Linked DNA regions of Mus musculus: region 1 is linked to region 2. Evidence: chromatin contacts called from public HiChIP or PLAC-seq data. All regions are on one chromosome and are shown on one strand. Each heading gives the region's core, a stretch centred on a gene start, on an enhancer-like site or on the middle of the called end of the contact. The rest is flanking DNA. Distances are from core to core; before and after follow the strand shown.

What was found. HiChIP or PLAC-seq counts read pairs in DNA pulled down with a chosen protein or histone mark.
Region 1: a contact with region 2 is called in an H3K4me3 HiChIP or PLAC-seq map of intestinal villus epithelium, with 6 read pairs. The contact joins two enhancer-like sites. A contact is called at or near these places in 1 of 39 promoter capture datasets (liver), 1 of 15 datasets of contacts at CTCF or cohesin (pro-B cells), 17 of 484 Hi-C or Micro-C datasets (B cells, the BV-2 cell line, the HL-1 cell line and 9 more), 9 of 115 datasets of contacts at active chromatin or transcription factors (DN3 thymocytes, the HPC-7 cell line, embryonic stem cells and 4 more) and 3 of 9 other capture datasets (adipose tissue, embryonic stem cells and liver).

What each region holds. Positions count from the first base shown.
Region 1 is chr13:37,937,409-37,942,795 of GRCm38.p6, forward strand. Rreb1 (ras responsive element binding protein 1) reads left to right here. Exons shown (of 12, transcript NM_001177869.1): 10 at 4,135-4,296. Among named protein-coding and RNA genes, the nearest start is that of Gm52041, 26 kb to the right of the region's middle. Within about 2 kb of position 3,038, at least 17 of the 459 cell types and tissues checked have an H3K27ac peak or open chromatin away from gene starts, as enhancers often do. A contact at or near this core is called in brown adipocytes and intestinal villus epithelium, where this site is marked.
Region 2 is chr13:37,851,543-37,857,133 of GRCm38.p6, forward strand. It overlaps a transcript of Rreb1 not described here. Among named protein-coding and RNA genes, the nearest start is that of Rreb1, 35 kb to the right of the region's middle. Within about 2 kb of position 2,584, at least 235 of the 459 cell types and tissues checked have an H3K27ac peak or open chromatin away from gene starts, as enhancers often do. A contact at or near this core is called in brown adipocytes and intestinal villus epithelium, where this site is marked.

The DNA.
Region 1 (5,387 bases), core at 1,788-4,287, 86 kb after region 2:
GGAGCAACTCATAGATGCTCCAGTTTCTTCTTTGAATCCAAGACAGGGAAAGCTAGCAGACTAGTCTCAATAACACGTGAATAAATAACATTAAATGTCACATTCTGTGGATTGCTGACGTTTTTGAAAACCAGCTATGTATGTAAAGTAATCTGGACTGTCTTCCCTTAACTACTATTTCTAATTAAAATCTTTGAAAACACTCTAACAGTAAACTCAGAGCCATGACTTTGCTATTTGGCCCTTAACTCACAGGCGTAATCATCTCAGATCAGTTTATAATAACAGTTATAGAAGATGATTAAACAGGCAATGATTATCACTGCGCTTTCTATTCTAGAGTCAGTGATTGATATTCTATCCTGGTTCAAATTAAAACAATCCAAAACAAATGAAGTAATCTAAAAAACTTATACTTAGGCCTTTTCTCTGGTGCCAAGAGAATATAAAACCCAATATTTCCATGGAGTCCATGTTAGACAGAATATGAGTATTCTATAACCATCAATAGAGGAGGTTTGTACCAATGAAAACCTTGATGTTGCATCAAAATAAATTCTGTATCAAAATAAGTTATGACTTCAACTTAGTAACAATTAAAATGATTTCTACCAAATGAGATTATGCCTATACAATCAATTCTAGCTATTTCCTCCCTGTTCCAATTATGACCATTTCTAAATTCCCTAGAAAGACAACCTATAATAACCACTTCCAGCCCCAAAGCCCAGGAACTGGGGCGATGACTCTTTGTAACTTATTCAGGCTGAATATGGGCATTGAGATATTTTGAATCGGTGCGGGTGGGGAGATAGGGGAGTTGTTGGCCTTTAAAAGGCCACACCAAAGATTGATTTAGTCTCTGATGCCTGTGTCCTGGCTGTATCTGGTTGAAAGTCCAAGACATCAGGAGTTCAAGCAGGTCAGTTCAGCATGTCTGACGAAGAAACTCACCAAGGCTGTATATTCTGTAATGTATAAATGTCAAAGCAAAATGTTAGTATCATCAAGATAACATTTTTGTTCAATTCTCTGAAATCTAGTTCTTCAGGGGGGGGGGGGTCTCCCTCTGTCAAGTCTGATCCATATAACTCTGGATCTTAATCACCTTTTCCAAAACCACAAAGACAAAACCTTTTTCCCAAATCAGCCAAATTTGAGACGTAACCAAAAAAACCTTTATTTTGCCTTTCTCCCAGAGGAATAACCACAAAACTCAACATCACACCCATTTTGAAAATTAAAACAATATAAAACAAATGAAATAAGCTAAGACACTGTATGTGCCTATACTAGGCCTTTCCTATCTTTTCAAGCAGGAAAAGATACTCAAGATTTCTGTGGAGCCCACGTTAGCAGAATATGAGCTTTCTGTGGCTGGTTAAGCAGTCTATACCATCTTTCCGTTTGGCTCAGAGCCACAGACATATTTTATTAATACCCGTATAATGGCTGGCTGAACTCTCTACCTGGAGCCACAGAAATAGATAATTAATACTTGTTCAAGGCAGGCAATGATTATCACTGTGATCTCTACTCTGGAGTCAGTGACTAATATTCCCTATCCTAGTTCAAATTAAAACAATCCAAAACAACTGAAGTAAACTAAAATACTGTTTGTGCTTATTCTTAAGACTTTCCTATGTTACCAAGAGGATACAAAACCCAACCAATATTCCCCTGGAGCCCATGTTAGACAGAATATGAGTATCCTGTAAGACAAGTAAAGCAATCTTATACCATCTTATGGTTCAGCTCTCTGCCTAGAGCAGCCATCTCATTATACCATCTATCTGTTCGGCTCTTTGCCTGGAGCCACAGACATTTATTAATACCTGTTCACTGCCATTTCTACTTGATGTCACTGACTAATTTTCCCTATACTCCTATGGTTGAGAACCATAGGCAAAATTCCCCATGTGATTCAGACAAATATCTGTATATAAATCTATACTAAAAGCAAGTAATCCCAATTTAATAAATTCATAATTCAATCAATCTCTGCTCCAAGAAATAGGCAACTTTCATTCTACAGCTCTCACTCAGAGCAGCCTGCATTCCCCACAGCAGCAGGCCTCCTAGCCCGCCAGCAGTTTTCTTTGTTTCAATTCCTGTGCTTGAGTCCAAGCTACTTGTTTCAGCACTACCGAAGTTACTCACTGAAAAAAAGAAAAGAAATAAAATAAAACTCTTAACTCTCAGGCTAATAATCTTAATTTTCTAGTGGATTCTTGCCCACCATGTTCTTCACCACCTGTAAATCTCAAAGAAGACAAAATTTTAGTATTGCCAAGATATACCAATTTTCTGTTTGGCCCTCTGTCTAGAGCAGCCATCTTGTTATACCATCTATCTGTTCGGCTCTCTTCCTGGAGCCACAGACACTTACTTTATTAATACCTGTTCACTGCCCTCTCTACTTGAAGTCAGTGAATAATTTTCACTATCCTAGTTCAGAACCGCAGGCAAGATTCCCCACGTGATTTGGACAAAATCTGATATAAATCTATCCTAAAAGCAAATAATCCCAATTTTAAAGAACAGTAGTTTCAAGCTCAGAGCCTCATCAGAGATGAGCTGTGTCTTTGAGCTGTACACATCCCTGGCCCATCTGCACCGTCAGACAACTCCGGAGGCTTGGGAGTGTCATCTTAAAGGATGTGTGCTCTCAGGAGGGAATTAATGATTTCCTTTGATCGATTATTCCTGATAACGGTGAGGGTTGCATCGTCATAGCCACTCTGGGCCTTCCATCCCATGGAAAACAAGAAACCCTTCTTTCTGGCTTATCTTAGCAGCAAGGCCCAGGAGCCTGTGCAGGGTCCTGCACACTGCACTAGTTCAAGCTTTGTCTGTCTCTTAAGCATTAATCTAAAAGGATGGTCCCTGGTTTGTGTTTCCTGGGAGCTGTGCCACGTGACTCTTCATGTTAGTTATTGAGTACCTGCAGGTTCAAGGTTCCAAGATAGCAGCACTGGGCAGCAACTTGAAGGTGCTTTTAGTCCCCAATAGAGTCAGGAACTGGGACCTGGATTCTGGCAACTGGGGCAGGAGTGCGGGGGCAGAGGGCAAACCAGTGACACTGAACAGTCCAACATCTCCTACAGCTCAGGATGCTGCCCTTTCCCCTTCCTGTCTTCCTGGTCCCTTCTGTCTCTCCTTCCCCTTTTTTCTTCTTCTCTTTCCCTCCTTTCTCTTTTCCCTTCTTTCTTCTTTACCTCTGTCCTTTCCCGTCCTCCTCTCCTACTTTCTCGTATATGCTCTCTCCCTGAGTCTTTGCCCTTTCCCCTCCACCGTTAATCCACACAAACCCAGGACTAGCCACAGGGGAGCTTCCAATGCATTTTGAAACACAATGTTTACAATGCAAATAAATGAAGGATATAAGCAGGCCAAAGCAGAAACCTCCCCTGGGACAGAAAGAGGGCTTCTCCTGCCAACGCATCATCACCGTGTTTGTAGTGCTGGCCTAGGGTTTGGGCTGGCCTTGCTCGTGCCTCTGTGGAGCAGAGTACATAGCCTGATGCACACTTGCCTGTGTTGGTCACTCCCTTAGCCCATACAAAGGAAGAATGAAAACCTGGGAACCATGAATCTTGTTGCTTGCCACACTAGAGGGAGGCTCACTCTGACTTCTCAATATGGGCCTTGAAGGTTGCCTCCCATTGGGAGACTTGAGCCTGCTCCCCCCCTCCCCCGCCCTCCCCCCTCCCCCCTACACACACGCCCAGGTCCATCTCCTCACCCTCTCAGTTCTACCTGCCAGGCTATCCAGTAGTGCTTTTTCTCTGGTTCATTTAGGTATTGCTTGCTGTGCCTTAGAAATGTTGTGGTGTTAACAGTTTTTATTGTCTTGCTTCAAACACATGTATCTTGGTTTCATTGTTAACTTATTTTTAGTCTCTTGATGACAACTCCTTCCATTACATGAAGGCTAAGGGAAAATGATTATTTTAGTCATTGTCTCTCAGTTTCTGTTTCTTTTTGTTAAGTATGTTTCTCTTATTTTCTTAAAAGGAAAGGGTGGAGGGTTGAACAAATGCCAGCAATCCCAGAAGAGTAAATCAAAAGCAACTTTTCTTTTTCATTGCAGTAGAAAGCCAGATAAATGCGTATTTTTTTTTCCTGCTTCAGGTCAGAAACCCTTCCCTTGTCAAAAATGCGATGCCTTCTTTTCTACCAAATCTAACTGTGAGCGGCACCAGTTGCGCAAACACGGAGTTACCACCTGCTCCCTGAGAAGAAACGGGCTTATTCCCCCAAAAGAGAGTGATGTTGGATCCCATGATAGCACAGGTAGAAACTCTAGGTGATGGAGAACCAGAGAGAGGAGGGTGCTCCCCAGAACTCGGTTAAGGCTGTGTAAGCTGGGGCGGAGCACTGAGCAGCTACAGCTCAGGGGGCCTAGCCCCTGCCGAGACTGTGTGAGCTGGGGAAACAGTGTCAGTGCCCCAGGGGACTTTGCAGCTGCCAGGGGGGGATCCAGCACCTTCCTTCCTAAAATTGCCATTGCTCTGATCCTGGAAGATAGGATGAGCCGGATATTGTGCGCTTTCGGCTCCTGACTTAAACCCCTGAAGGAAACACGAAGCTCTGAAGTCTGGGGGACCCAGATCCTGCAGCTTTCGTGAGCAGCCCTTGCCCAGTGGACTCAGTACTGCAAGAACTGTGGCCCTCCAAGCTTTTAGTTGGGAGGCGGGTTGAGGCGGGGCAAGGCGGGGCTTTTCTTCTCAATAACTCCTCCCTGTATAAATCTGTCCTTGTTTGAGACAGCACTGTGCATGTCCTTCTTAATCACAACTCTGCTTGACCTGTCCGGGTATTATGCTCCTGTGCTGATGTGTGCCTCCTCCCTCGGCCCTTACAGAGTAATTAACGCTGCTCCGTTCCTTTTCTGCCCGCTGCCCCCATCACCTTCTGTATTTACTCAAGTCCTCTATTTAATACACTTCCATGGTCTAACTGCTAGAGTTTGCTAGCCCTACCAAAACACACCGTACAAAAAAGTAAGCTGCCTCAGGCCACTTGGTAGCAGTAGCAGGGAGGGCATTGCACACACAGGCTTCAGGCTCCGTGGGTGTTGAAAGTTAGCGTTTGCCCATTTCTGGGATCCAAGCCAGCCTCTAATGTGTTCATCTAGGGTTGCAGTTGTCTCTCGTGACTTCTCAAACTTTGGTGGGATGGAGTGCTGTGTAGTTTGGAGAGTGGCACCCTGAACCTAGGAGTCAGTGTGGATAGAGTGACAGTCATTGATTCCAACCCCTGACCCCCTTGTCCTGACCTCAGTGTTGACACATCACAGTGGACTGGCTATCTGGGAGAGCTGACCCCAGTGGGTAAGACACCTTTACCCTTCCCACCACACTGCTTATTCAGACCAGTGAGAG
Region 2 (5,591 bases), core at 1,334-3,833:
AGCAGTGCCTTGCCTGCATAGAAAGTTCTAGGCTAGAAGGTTACATAGTGAGTCTTAAATCTTCAAGACCAAGTACGCTTTTATTCTTTTAGACTATATTGGAAGCTGTAATGACAAAGAAGCCATTAATAGCATTTTAGTGGCATTTATTTATTGTCATTAGTTGTAGGAGAGTCTTTATATACATGCAGACCAATAGTACTTACATGTGAATATACTTAGCTGGTAGATAACTTACTGAAGAGATAATTAAGTGGCCCCCTTGAAACAGTTCCCCAGAGGCTCCTGCCCAGAGACAGTTCCTGTGTATGAATCACGCTAAGGACTAACGTCAGGAGAAATAGCCATGAGGTCAGCTCTGAACTGTAAATGGGATCCCTCAACTCAGCCTAGGAATGGCCTCGGAGTGGTGCGCAGCTGAGGGCCATTCTCTGAGAAGTTAGGGGGATGGGTTCTGTTCACACAGGTGGGTCAGGAGAGTGACATTCCCTGAGCAATGTCCAGGACAGCCCTTAGATCACAGTCCTTCAGAACAAAGAATTGAGTCAGGGGAGTGAATTCAATCTGCCAGGTTGTCCAAGCATCCTTGCCTACCTTCATTCCTCCAAAAGGCCCTTTTAATTATCCACCATGGTCTGTTAACATGAACCCTGGGCTTGTGAGTTAGGAGCCCTTAACCCAAATTCATCTGCCTTAATTATGTTTAGCTTTAGTTTTTCTCATCCCTGAAGTGGACAGACTATATATCTTGAACCATATTGTTAGGCAACAAAACGATGCCCCTCACCACTCCTCCCCCGCCCCCACCTCACCCCCTGTCTAACAGTGCATATTAATCTGTGGGAGGAGAGAAATCATTATCTTTTCACATAAAGGAAAAGTGCCAGTTGCTTTAAGGTAGAGGAACAGAAGGAAGGAGCCCGTCCTTAGGAACCTCATCTCCACTCTCCTCTGGTTGTATTTTCCTCTTTTTACAATGGGATGCCTTCTGTCCTCACCATTGAGGGCCAAGTTACTGCGCTGATGAACTCGCCAAGGCGCAGGTAGAGGTGACGGCCATCTCAGGGAAATGTCCTTTGCTATCTGTAGGAAGACTATATTACATGGGCCCTATTCCACCATGTCCTATTTTCTAAGAGTCTGGGCCGGAAGCAGGTATGCTGTTTACATTTTAGGCGGGTCTGTATGTGCTCCAAAACATTTAATGTGTCTCTATTTCAAGCCTTTATAATCTTTCCATGTTGTTCTCGGAACTTTAGGTGGCAGCTTAGCAAAGTAAAATTGACAGTAAGAACTTATCAGATGAGCCTGAGAAAGTACCGGGTCCAGAAATGGTCAAATCCAGGCAGGGATAATTGGGGGAAGTGGATCTTGTAAAGGAGGTAGGTAGCAGGTGACCTGAGGGTCTGCCAGACCTCAGTTGAAGAACTTGTGACCGCCTACACAGTGCACCTGTGCTGGTAAACTCAGCTGTGAGGAAGGCTCCTCTGCCCAACTAGAGGCCTAGTCACTAGGGTGCACAGTGACCTCATGAAGGTCTCATGGGGAAACCCTCCAAACTTAGTTTAGAAATTCCAGAGCAAGTTTGGTTCTGGCTGAGGTTCAAGTGGGAGGGTATCTCCACAGCAGGACCTCCATCGCCTTTGTAGGTATAATTACAGTTGTTTTTTTTTTAAGATAGAAATGGGTTGTGATTGATATCTTAGGGTTTTAGTTTGTTTTGAAGTCTTAAACACCTAGGAATTCCTCTCCCCACCCCCTCCAGTAGCTTACTTTGGGTCTCAGTGATTAGAAATAGGCACATTGTTTGTAAGAGAGAAGTTATTGGAGAAAGGGGTTATGGAAACACACACACACACACACACACACACACACACACAAGCTTGAACAGGCCTACTTTCTTGAGAAGAAAGTGGTTTTTTTTTTTTAGGTGTAACAGATCATAAAATAAATAACATTCTCTAAAGACACGAATCTATAAACAAAGCATAAATATCTTTATTTAAAATGGATTAAGTTCTGAAGCCTAATGGCTTTGTTGTAGTACCATGTGGCTTGTTCAGGTCTGTCACTAAACGTGTGTTGCCCTCAGAATTACATTAGAAAGCAGGCATGCACTGGCTCACAGATTCTTAAGTGCAGTGCGGTGGTAGTGAAACAGAAACTAGATACAGATACTGAGGAGGCTAAAAAGATGAGGTCGCCACACACCTGGTCCTTTCCCTTCCCTTCTTCCCTTCCCTTCTTCCCTTCCCTTTCCTTCCCTTCCTCCCTTCCCTCCCCTTCCCTCCCCTCCCCTTCCCTCCCCTTCCCTCCCCTCCCCTCCCCTCCCCTCCCCTCCCCTCCCCCCTCTCCCCTCCCCCTTCCCCTCCCCTCCCTTCCCCTCCCCTCCCCTCCCCTCCAAGTCTGCTCTTTTGAGATGTTCTTGCAGAAGATGGAGGAAGCTCTGCCCTTAGGGTCATCTTTCCTGGATCTGGAGATGGGAGTGGCTGGGTACTGAGACTCCTTCCCCAACTGTGCTCAGCTGACCCTTTGCTTTATAGGCTGTCTGGAGGTGGGCAGTCCTGCCTGTCCCCAGGCTTTCCCAGAAGGGCTGGGAGGAGCCGGAGGAACAAGGAGAATGTTCTGCTCGCCTAGACACTTCCTCCCCACCCCCCGGGGTGCCGGGAGGACCTGGGTAGGGAGTTGGAATCCAAGGAGCCGGGCTGAAGGGTCTGAAGGCTGTAACTGCCGCTGTCTGTGCGGTCCAGAAGTTGCTTGGCTCTTGGTTCTGCACGGTAACTCGAGTAGGGTGCGCGTGCACGTGTGTTTAGATGCCCCAATGCATAGGCAAGTAAAACTTACGAAGCCAAATGCCGAGGGTTTGGTTGGTTTTTTTCTAAGGAATTGAAACTGGCTTTTCTGGCCCAACAATGGAGTCAGCTGCTCAAATTACTTCAGGTAGTCCTCGTCGTGGTAAAAATGACTGTGGGAAGATGCAGTTGTAAAGTGTGGTTCTGAAGCCCCCCCCCCTCTTGTGCCTTTTTTTTTTTTTTCTTTTTCTTTTTCTTTGCAGTGCTGGAAGAAGAGGATTGGAGAAGTCACTTGGCCCTGGCCTGACTCCTCCTCTTCCTCTCTCTGCCCAGAGCTGAAGCCACTGTGCTCAGGGTGACTGCCTGGTGCTCAGTGCTGTGGCCTATTTTAAAGTATCTTTAAGTTGTCGGCATGTCAGTCATTACATCCAGGGTTCCTTTTCGTTTTCGAGGGCACCCTGTCTAACCGTTTAGCCAACCCACCCCACCCCTTTTCCTTGTGCCTCCAGTCGGGGAGGGTGGTCATGTTAACTGATCGACTGGCTTCAGAAAAAGCGTTCATTAATTAGCGTTTTACATCCCAGTCAGTCAGAAGGCATTCGCACATTTGTATGAAAGGATGTCGAAGATCCAAATCTTTGAGGAGAAATACATGGGAAGGAAAAAAAAAACTGCATACACACAAAACCTGGCACTCTTTCCAGTTTAAGCTTCGTGCTGGTCCCTGTTGAGTGGGTATTTGTCCCTTAGTCTGGAGGTGATAGAAAATGCCAGTTACTGTGGTATTTAACTGACACCAAACTGCTGTCCAAATACTTCAGTTAGACCGAGGCTTCTTTCTTAATTGGTGGGAAGGAAAACCCACCCAGGAAAAGGAGGAACCTGCACTTTCATTGGACATTTAAAACATTTCAGGCTGGAGAGTCTGAAGAGCACACGACAGTGTTTCATTTTAATTCACAGCTCATTTGTGATTTAAAAAAAAAAAAGTAGTCAAATCTCTCCTAAAACTTGAGCCAGTCAAATGGTTCATTTATGTAAGGGTTCAGCAACTGAAAGCTCTGTACTCTCCCAAGGTCAAAAAAGTAATTATTGCTATCGAAAATTTTTCTGGAACTGGGGTATTTTAGGTCACTATAGGAAGGTTTACTAATACTAGAAATTACATAAGCCAGTTAAGGCACATTTGAAAAACGATTATGTTGGCATATTGAAGACTAATAAGATGCCTTGGTAGGAATAATTAGATGAAACATGGTTTTTTTTTTTTTTTTCCTCCCCTTAAGCAACTTCCTTGTTTTCTGGAGGGTGAGCCTCAGTAACAAGATGTGCTTTATATTTCTTACAGGTATCTAAAACAATTCTAAAGATAATGAAAAGTTTTTATTTTTGTCTCTTGTTTTTTTTTAAACTTTAAATCTCAGTTTCTGTATGGTGTCTAATCAAAGGCTCACATGATAGTGAGCACTTGAATTTTAGTAATGAACTACTTTTTGGTGCATTGAATGAATTTAATATGTTAATACTCCTGTAAGGCCCAGAACTGCCTGGCTGCCCCTTGCCCTGCCTGCCTGGTACTGGCTGAAAAGGTACCATTGTTTGTTCTACAAACACTGGGTGATGTTGGTTTCCAAGGTGACTGATTCTATTGCTGCTCTTTAAGCAAGGGGGATGGGGAAGAGAGAAAGTAACACCTGAGAGCATCCTATTTGTGACAGTCCATGTGTGTTAGATGTGTGTATATTGACATTTTATATTAACTGAGGTTATTTGAGAAAAGGGATTATGTAGAAATACAGTGTCAATTAACAGCAAGTTCAGATTTAATATGATATATAGTAAATATGATGGATGTTAAGGGATGCTAGAATAAAATCTACTTAGGCTGAAATAAACTGTTAACCTTGGACGATTAAAGAGCTAAGTGAGAGATATTTTAGACCATAACTTGAAATATTTTTCTTAACCTTTTCAGTTATAATAACCCAATTTACAAAAACTGTTCAGATAAATACTTAGCAGTATCATTAAAATTGGTTATTGATAAAGTATACAAGTCTTCAGAAAAATGAGAGTCCATGAAACATACATTTCTGGTTTGAGTTTTGTTATTTTTTTTTTTTTTTTCTGACAACCCTGTAAGATCGTGGAGGTGCATTTCTACCAGAAAACTTCCAGAGGCAACAAAATGGACCCAGAGCATTTATTCATGGCTGATAGATAATTGACATAATTCATCAGTTTGGACGTTTGTACTTTCTCACTGAGAAATTTCAGGTTCAAAACTTACAGAAGAATTTTCTTCCAGCCACCACCCCCCCGCACCCCCACCCAGTGCATGGATGCAGTTAACAGAACTTTGCCTTTTTACTCCCTATCTGGTTTAGTACAGTTCATGCTCAGGTTTCAATAAACATTAACCACTTTTATCAGAGCTTGCAGTGTGCTGAATGGTTAGTAAAGAGAGTGTACTGCAGGAGACAGATGAAAATGAGAGTCCAAGGTCAGAAGGCTGGTGGATTTTTTTTTTTTTTTTTTTGATTATTGAGAATTTAGGGAAAAAGCAAAGTCATTATGAGGCCTACTGGGAAACTAGCTCTTCTGCCCAGCATTTTATGTATCGAGACGAACACGATGGATTTGTTCAGATGCAGTGCGAGGCAAGGGTGTTCTTTCATGAGAAAGCATCCTTGAAGGATGCAATGTTCTCAAGGTCTCCGCAAAGAAATGAAGTGTGGCATTCATTAGGTACTTTTGAAGGTTGCAGGGATTTCTTTTATTCCTTTCAAAAAGATGTCT